2 separate regions of the Mus musculus genome follow, and region 2 is linked to region 1. The links are chromatin contacts, called in public HiChIP or PLAC-seq maps. All regions are on one chromosome and are shown on one strand. Each heading gives the region's core, a stretch centred on a gene start, on an enhancer-like site or on the middle of the called end of the contact. The rest is flanking DNA. Distances are from core to core; before and after follow the strand shown. Region 1 overlaps Arhgef7 (Rho guanine nucleotide exchange factor (GEF7)). Region 2 overlaps Atp11a (ATPase, class VI, type 11A).

Region 1 (3,110 bases), core at 419-2,918:
AGCCACACTGGGTACTACAGCCACACTCAGCTATCAGTGGATGGACACTCAGACCCAAACATTCAACAGCATCAGAGTTCAAAAGGCAAAGCATGACAGTGCATCTCACCCATGAGAAAACCCTCATCTGAAGCCCACAGAGCATGTAGCCCGTGCTGAGAGTCGCCTACACACTAGTAAAATGGCTTTTAAAAACATAAGAGGAATGTGTCAGAAATCCACACTTAGATTCTGAGCAAGAAATACCTGTTGTCCCTTTCACTATGCCAATTGTGTGTTTTCTTGTTCTGAGAAGTTTCACATTTCCTCTTGGGGAACAAGGGCTGCCATCCCCCCAACAGCACCAGGACAGAGGCTGCAACCTCCTCCCCCACACACACATTCTCAGTCCAGGGCAGCCAGAGCTGACTGAGGAAGGCTTAGGAAGCAGGCTTTAGGCAGAGAAAGAGCTGACTTCAGTCTTCTGCTCTAAGGGAGTTGCACGGCTTAGCAGGTGCCCCCACCACGCAATCTTTCCAGCCAGTGGGATGGATGGCAGTCCCGATTCCCCAAGAGTCTCAGAGAAACTGGAAGCACTCCTGCTATGAGTCAAATGAGCAAGTCCTTCCAAAGGCTTAACAGGACACGGTTTCCCATGTGCTCTAACGTAACTCAAAAAGGAAGTTGTGGGGTCTGCTAATGGGATCTTAAGGAGTTCACGAGATTGAGTTTGGGTGGCTTCAGAGGGATGTAAAAAACAAAAAGAGGCGTAAGGATACAGCTGAACACAGCCCTGAGCGCCTCTGAGTGCTGTGCATCCTCACTGTAGTGCCTGCCCCACAACCTGGGGCCTGCCCTGTTCTCCTGGCAGCAGGCTCCTGAATCATGCTCTCTCTGTGGAGCCAGGTTTATGCATAAAGGTGATGTTTATTCTCAAATTCATGTGCACAGCGAGCGATTACCTGAGGGCTGGATGTCAAAGCATTCACCTCTCTAGAGAAGCAGCTGCAGCCTTCAGGATAAACCCAGATAAGCAAGTGTCCAAGAGCACTTGGCTCAGTATCTGTGGAGTCCAGTGAAAAGCACATGCCACCACACACAGCAGGAGCCACCCAGCAACGCCAGGAGCCCAAGGTGTCCCACATCCCGTCTGCATGGGCTCACGGATCCTCCCAAGCACTTTTGCAGACCCTTGTGCCCAAAATGTCTTTGAATCAAAAAATAAAACATCTTACTTACCAAGCTTCGGTACTGGCTCTGAAGCAATTTTGAAGTCCTACTGTGTGAAGACTGGGATCCCAGGGAATCAAAAGACTTTATCCGATGGGACGAAGGCCGAGCACACACAGAATCACTTCCTAGTCCAATGTCTGAAAAGGTGGAACACACACAAGAAGTGCTGAAGGCCTGATACCATGTGCCTTCAACACACACTGGGTCTAAAACCGGGCCAGTGTGGAGGGACACACCAGAAGTCCACAACAAAGCAGGCCATTCACACTAACAAAGAGCAGATTCTTCTGCTCCGTAAATGACGCGGTCATCCCCCAATTACCTCTCCAGGAGCAGTCTGCAGACGACTGACTTACTGGTTCTCTAATGTCATTCACGCCAGTCTATAGATGTCTGGAACAACAGGAACTGCTCAACGAGGAACTGCCAGGCACTTAAGTCTCCAGCACACAGCACACATGCCCTTCTCCAAGACCACACGCCACACAAGCCACACCGTGGAGGCAGGGATGAACAGCCACATGTCATATAAGCCAGTCATGTCTGAAGACAGCACACACAGAAGTAGCTGGCAGAGGCTACCCAGGCATGCACCACAGCACAGCCCACCGCTGACCAAAAATCATTGTGGGACTCAAGGCCACACTAAACAAGGGACTTGGAAACCAACTGTACTGGCTGGTTTTGTGTGTCAACTTGACACAGCTGGAGTCATCACAGAGAAAGAAGCTTCAGGTGAGGAAATGCCTCCATGAGATCCAGCTGAAAGGCATTTACTCAATTGGTGGTCAAGGGGAGGGAGGGCTCATTGTGGGTGGGACCATCTCTGGGCTGGTAGTCCTGGGTTCTATAAGAGAGCAGGCTGAGCAAGCCAGGGGAAGCAAGCCAGTAAGTCACATCCCCCCATGGCCTCTGCATCAGCTCCTGCTTCCTGACCTGCTTGAGTTCCAGTCCTGACTTCCTTGGTGATGAACAGCAGTATGGAAGTGTAAGCTGAATAAACCCTTTCCTCCCCAACTTGCTTCTTGGTCATGATGTTTGTGCAGGAATAGAAACCCTGACTAAGACACCAACATTGTGAGTGGTAAGGAGTGTGAAAGTACCACATGCTCTGAATCTTAACCGTGTACCAGTGAAGACACAGCCACACCCCAGCAGTGGCACAGCCCAGTGTTCTGAACCAACAGCCCCCACTCCTGCTGTAAAGTCAGGAGGCAGGAGATGCAGGGCTCAGGGAAAGGGCAGCTGAGGAGTGAAGGCTCCCTGCACCAGGAAGTGCTGCCCCAGCACTCACAGACCACCATCAGCGGAAGGTGAAATGCCAAATGAACAAATGAACAAAGGCTCATTTTACCTTGAGGACAGAAAACCAAAGCCATGAGCCTTCACATCCTCAATGGGAGGACACCTAAAGAGTCTTACCTGCTGTCACTTTATTTAGTGTCACCAAGGAGCTGAGGACCTTGTTAAAGTTCTGCCCCTGATACAAATCATTTGCATCAAAAGTCTGAAAGAAGAAAATAAAGCAAGAAAATTAGTACTGAGTTTTATGCTAGCACAGAATAAACAAAACTCCCGACAATATGTGGTTTCACATGGTCAGCAGCATTGTCTGAAAAACCCAAGAGACAGCACAGCCTCCAAGTGGCTCCCTGGGAAAGGAGTCCATTGGAAGTCCCTTGTGAGGATCTCCTTATGGGGCATCAAGCCCTTGGAAGAGCACCAAACCTAACTCGGCTCCCTTTAGTACCCAGGTGAGGCGAAAGCCAGGATGTGGGCCAGGAGCCAACAGTTAATGGTACCCAGGAAAGGCTCATGGTAGCTTGTAATCCTCTCTCCTTAGACCATAAAAGCCCATGGACATGCCAAGGATGCTCTCTTCCAGCATGGAAGGGAGG
Region 2 (3,110 bases), core at 404-2,903, 980 kb before region 1:
GGTCAGAAAGCAGGCACTCACCCGTATCTAAGAATTGGCCAGAAAGTCAACTACCATCCCAGCTACTGCATCTAACCAGTGGAGGGCCACCCAGCTGCCTGATCCAGGACCAGTTCTTCTAAGACACAGAACCGGAAAGTCCCTTCCAAGGGGTCAGAGTTAACTCTTGAGAATTGACAATTTAAACTCTGTGGAAACCTTCAGAGCTTTGCTCCTGAAACCAGGTTCTGAGAGGCTGCTGTCCTCCAGGCCCTAAGATCCAATGAAATGACAGAAGAAAACTGGAATCAAGCCCCAAGAGCCCAGTCGGGTAGTCAGTGGGGTGGGCAGGAGCCCGGGAAGGCACAGGATATCATCGGAGGCACGAAGGCAGAGAGCTTAGGAACTCGGCTTGAAGGGCCAGAAGCCTTCAGAGTCCAGTCTGTCCCACATCCCTGGGATTGTATGCAATGAACTAAGGAAAGAGAATCTAGAATCTGCGATACTGCTGAACAAGACTGAAAGACTTGTTAACCGCTCCAGAGCCCGGGAATGCTCCCTTCAGAACTGCCCTGCAGCGCTTCCTCCAACCACAGCTAAGACGAAGGTGAGCATCAGCCAGCAGAGAGGTCACAGAGCAGCTGTACACGGGCACAGGATCCCTGGCACACACAGGGAGGTTATCTCCTCCCAAGATAAGGGAGTGACAGAGACAGGAGGCCTCAGTGCTGGGGCCAGGGTCCTAACAAGGGGAGAAGAGTTCACAAGGCACCTAAGGGTGATGGCAAGCAACAAGGCAGGCACCAGGCATCAGACGCTCAGGCCCCCACAGCCTTCACACTGCCCCCTTTCTCCACTGGACACACTACCCAGCTCAGACTCAGTCAGTCCCTCAGCCCTCGGGATGTTGCCCAATGGGACCTGCTGGACCAATGGTATGGTCTGAATACAAAGCATCCCCCTGCAAAAGGCTTATCATGGTGTGACCCCCAGCTGCCAGTCAGTCATGGCAGACAACTGGACTATGAAGGTTCTGACCTGATCAACAGATTAACATAGTAATGAATTCATAAATACTGGGGTCACTGGAAGGTACTAGAAAAACTAGGTGACTGGGATTGTGCCCTGGAAAGACAAAGACATACCTTGTCTCTGGGATGCCTGGTTCGATCTCTGGCTCATTTCCTCTCCCCACTTCTGTCTCTCTCCTTCCTCTCCTCTCTCACTTCTTTCCTGGCCACCTACCAAGAAGCAAGTCCTTTGATCTTCATGTAATCCCACAATGATGCCCAGTGGACCTTGTTTTCATGGTCTGAAACCATAAGCTAAAAGTACATCTTCTTCTTTCAACTGTTATCTGTGATGTCAAAAGGCGATCACGTCCTACCAGGAATCCTGGCTTGTATTCAGTTTGCTTCTCCATCCTGAAGTGGCTACCCCAAAATGGGGATCTCCATCTCTGACATAAAGTGTGAGTATGTAGACCACTTGAAGATGCTTTAGTCAGGTGAGAGGGATATCACCGAGGTCAAGAAGATGCTGGGGTGAACACCTTCCCCCACCCCTGAGAGTGGGATAAGACAAGGTGGGAGGGAGGAGAGTCTGGTCAGCTCCATTTGGTAAGCCATGAATGAGCAATGAGGACACTGACTGACTATACGCCATGGGGTAGATGATGTCACCCAAACAGGAAGAGGGTTGGGGCGGGATCCAGAGTACAAACTATAGAACTGGTCTCCATCAGAATGGGAACTGTTGTCCAAACCGGGGAGGAGGCCAGGACAGAAACAGCAGAGCTGTGGACTGTGCACAGGGATATGGTATGCTGTCTGCATCCTTTACAAACATCCAGGCAGGTTTTCAGATGCCCCATGAAGAGGGAGTGCAGGTCTGCTGAGAAGCAGGACAGCACATGGTGTCCAAAATGAGGTGCCCCACTCAAGGTGCATCAACCACATGGAGGGACTGTGTCCTAAACACTGTGGGCCCCTGGGAGTGGGCAGCACCTACAGTCCTTGCTTTACAGACCAGGAGACAGTCTGAAAAAGCTAACCAGCAGCCCCAGGTACCCACCCAGGTGGAGGCAGAAACAAAGGTGAGTGAGGACCCAAGAGACAGATGCCTAACCTCTAGAACTCTGCATCCACCCTGAGCTCCTCGGCCATCAGCATCCCAGCCAGGCAAAAATAGTACCTACTCAATCTTGTCATATTTCCAGTGCTGTAAAAATGGCTTTCTATTGATTTGTATTACAAATAAATAGCACTCTTACCTGCGTTTGACTCGGTTAAAAGAACATTTGTAAGTCTGAGATGTAGGAATCTCGCACCCGGCCTGTCGGTGTCAAGCAGAGGGCGCAGGCGCCCACAGCAGTTTGTGTGTGCAGCTGGGAGCACATCCTCCAGCAGGGCCCCAGGCAGGGAGGCACAGCGCGTGCCTGTTAACAGTCATGCCAGCTCAGCTAACTGTAAACTGAGGACAGCGTTCTCATTTCTGGAAACCTAACTGGCCGTAATGGTACAAGCCTCTCTCCCCTGGCTTATTAAATCCAGGCTCCGGCATGGAATGAAAGCATCTGATGATTGCTTGTCCTGATGAGTAGACGTGCAGTAGGGCTCCACGAGTGGGTAAGCTTTGGTGCAAGGAGTAACATGATTTATCCAACCTTTAACATTTAACCTAAAGGCTAACTATACAGCTGGAATGATTGCTCAGAAATGTCTAATCACAACACACCGGCCTCTGAAGGCAGGCAGGCGCTGGACAAACTTGTCTAGTTGCCGCCTTGTTAAATATGTGTTAAGTATAAACTTTACAAGTTCATCCTATAGCCTGCTTCCACTGTGTTGGACACGGACCATCCATTAGCTTGGGGGTTTTATGCCTAAGGAATCACTTACTTCAAACACCAGAAGGCCCTTGGTGGTTAAGTGGTTTCACTTTGTATCCGGGAATATGGACTCTGGGGGCTGAACAGGAAGGTCTGGATTCCCAGAGCTGGATTAGGAGCAGGAAGCCCAGTGAGAGAAGTCTCTTAGAACTGGCAAACTCACACTGAACCCTGACGTCCATGATACAAACCACCTGGTAATAAAAATGAAGAGGCCAGGTGTGGTGACATACACCTTTAA

The links. HiChIP or PLAC-seq counts read pairs in DNA pulled down with a chosen protein or histone mark.
Region 2: an H3K4me3 HiChIP or PLAC-seq map of bone marrow-derived macrophages shows a contact between it and region 1, with 5 times the contacts expected there. The contact joins two enhancer-like sites. A contact is called at or near these places in 7 of 39 promoter capture datasets (the 3T3-L1 cell line, cranial neural crest, hippocampal neurons and 3 more), 3 of 115 datasets of contacts at active chromatin or transcription factors (bone marrow-derived macrophages, embryonic forebrain and stem cell-derived neural progenitor cells) and 1 of 9 other capture datasets (embryonic stem cells).

Annotation. Positions count from the first base shown.
Region 1 is chr8:11,780,764-11,783,873 of GRCm38.p6, reverse strand. It overlaps Arhgef7 (Rho guanine nucleotide exchange factor (GEF7)), which reads right to left. Exons shown (of 22, transcript NM_001372321.1): 3 at 2,635-2,719; 4 at 1,219-1,349. Among named protein-coding and RNA genes, the nearest start is that of Arhgef7, 54 kb to the right of the region's middle. Within about 2 kb of position 1,668, at least 12 of the 459 cell types and tissues checked have an H3K27ac peak or open chromatin away from gene starts, as enhancers often do. A contact at or near this core is called in bone marrow-derived macrophages, where this site is marked.
Region 2 is chr8:12,760,699-12,763,808 of GRCm38.p6, reverse strand. All of the region lies in intron 1 of Atp11a (ATPase, class VI, type 11A), which reads right to left. Among named protein-coding and RNA genes, the nearest start is that of Atp11a, 5.2 kb to the right of the region's middle. Within about 2 kb of position 1,653, at least 15 of the 459 cell types and tissues checked have an H3K27ac peak or open chromatin away from gene starts, as enhancers often do. A contact at or near this core is called in bone marrow-derived macrophages, where this site is marked.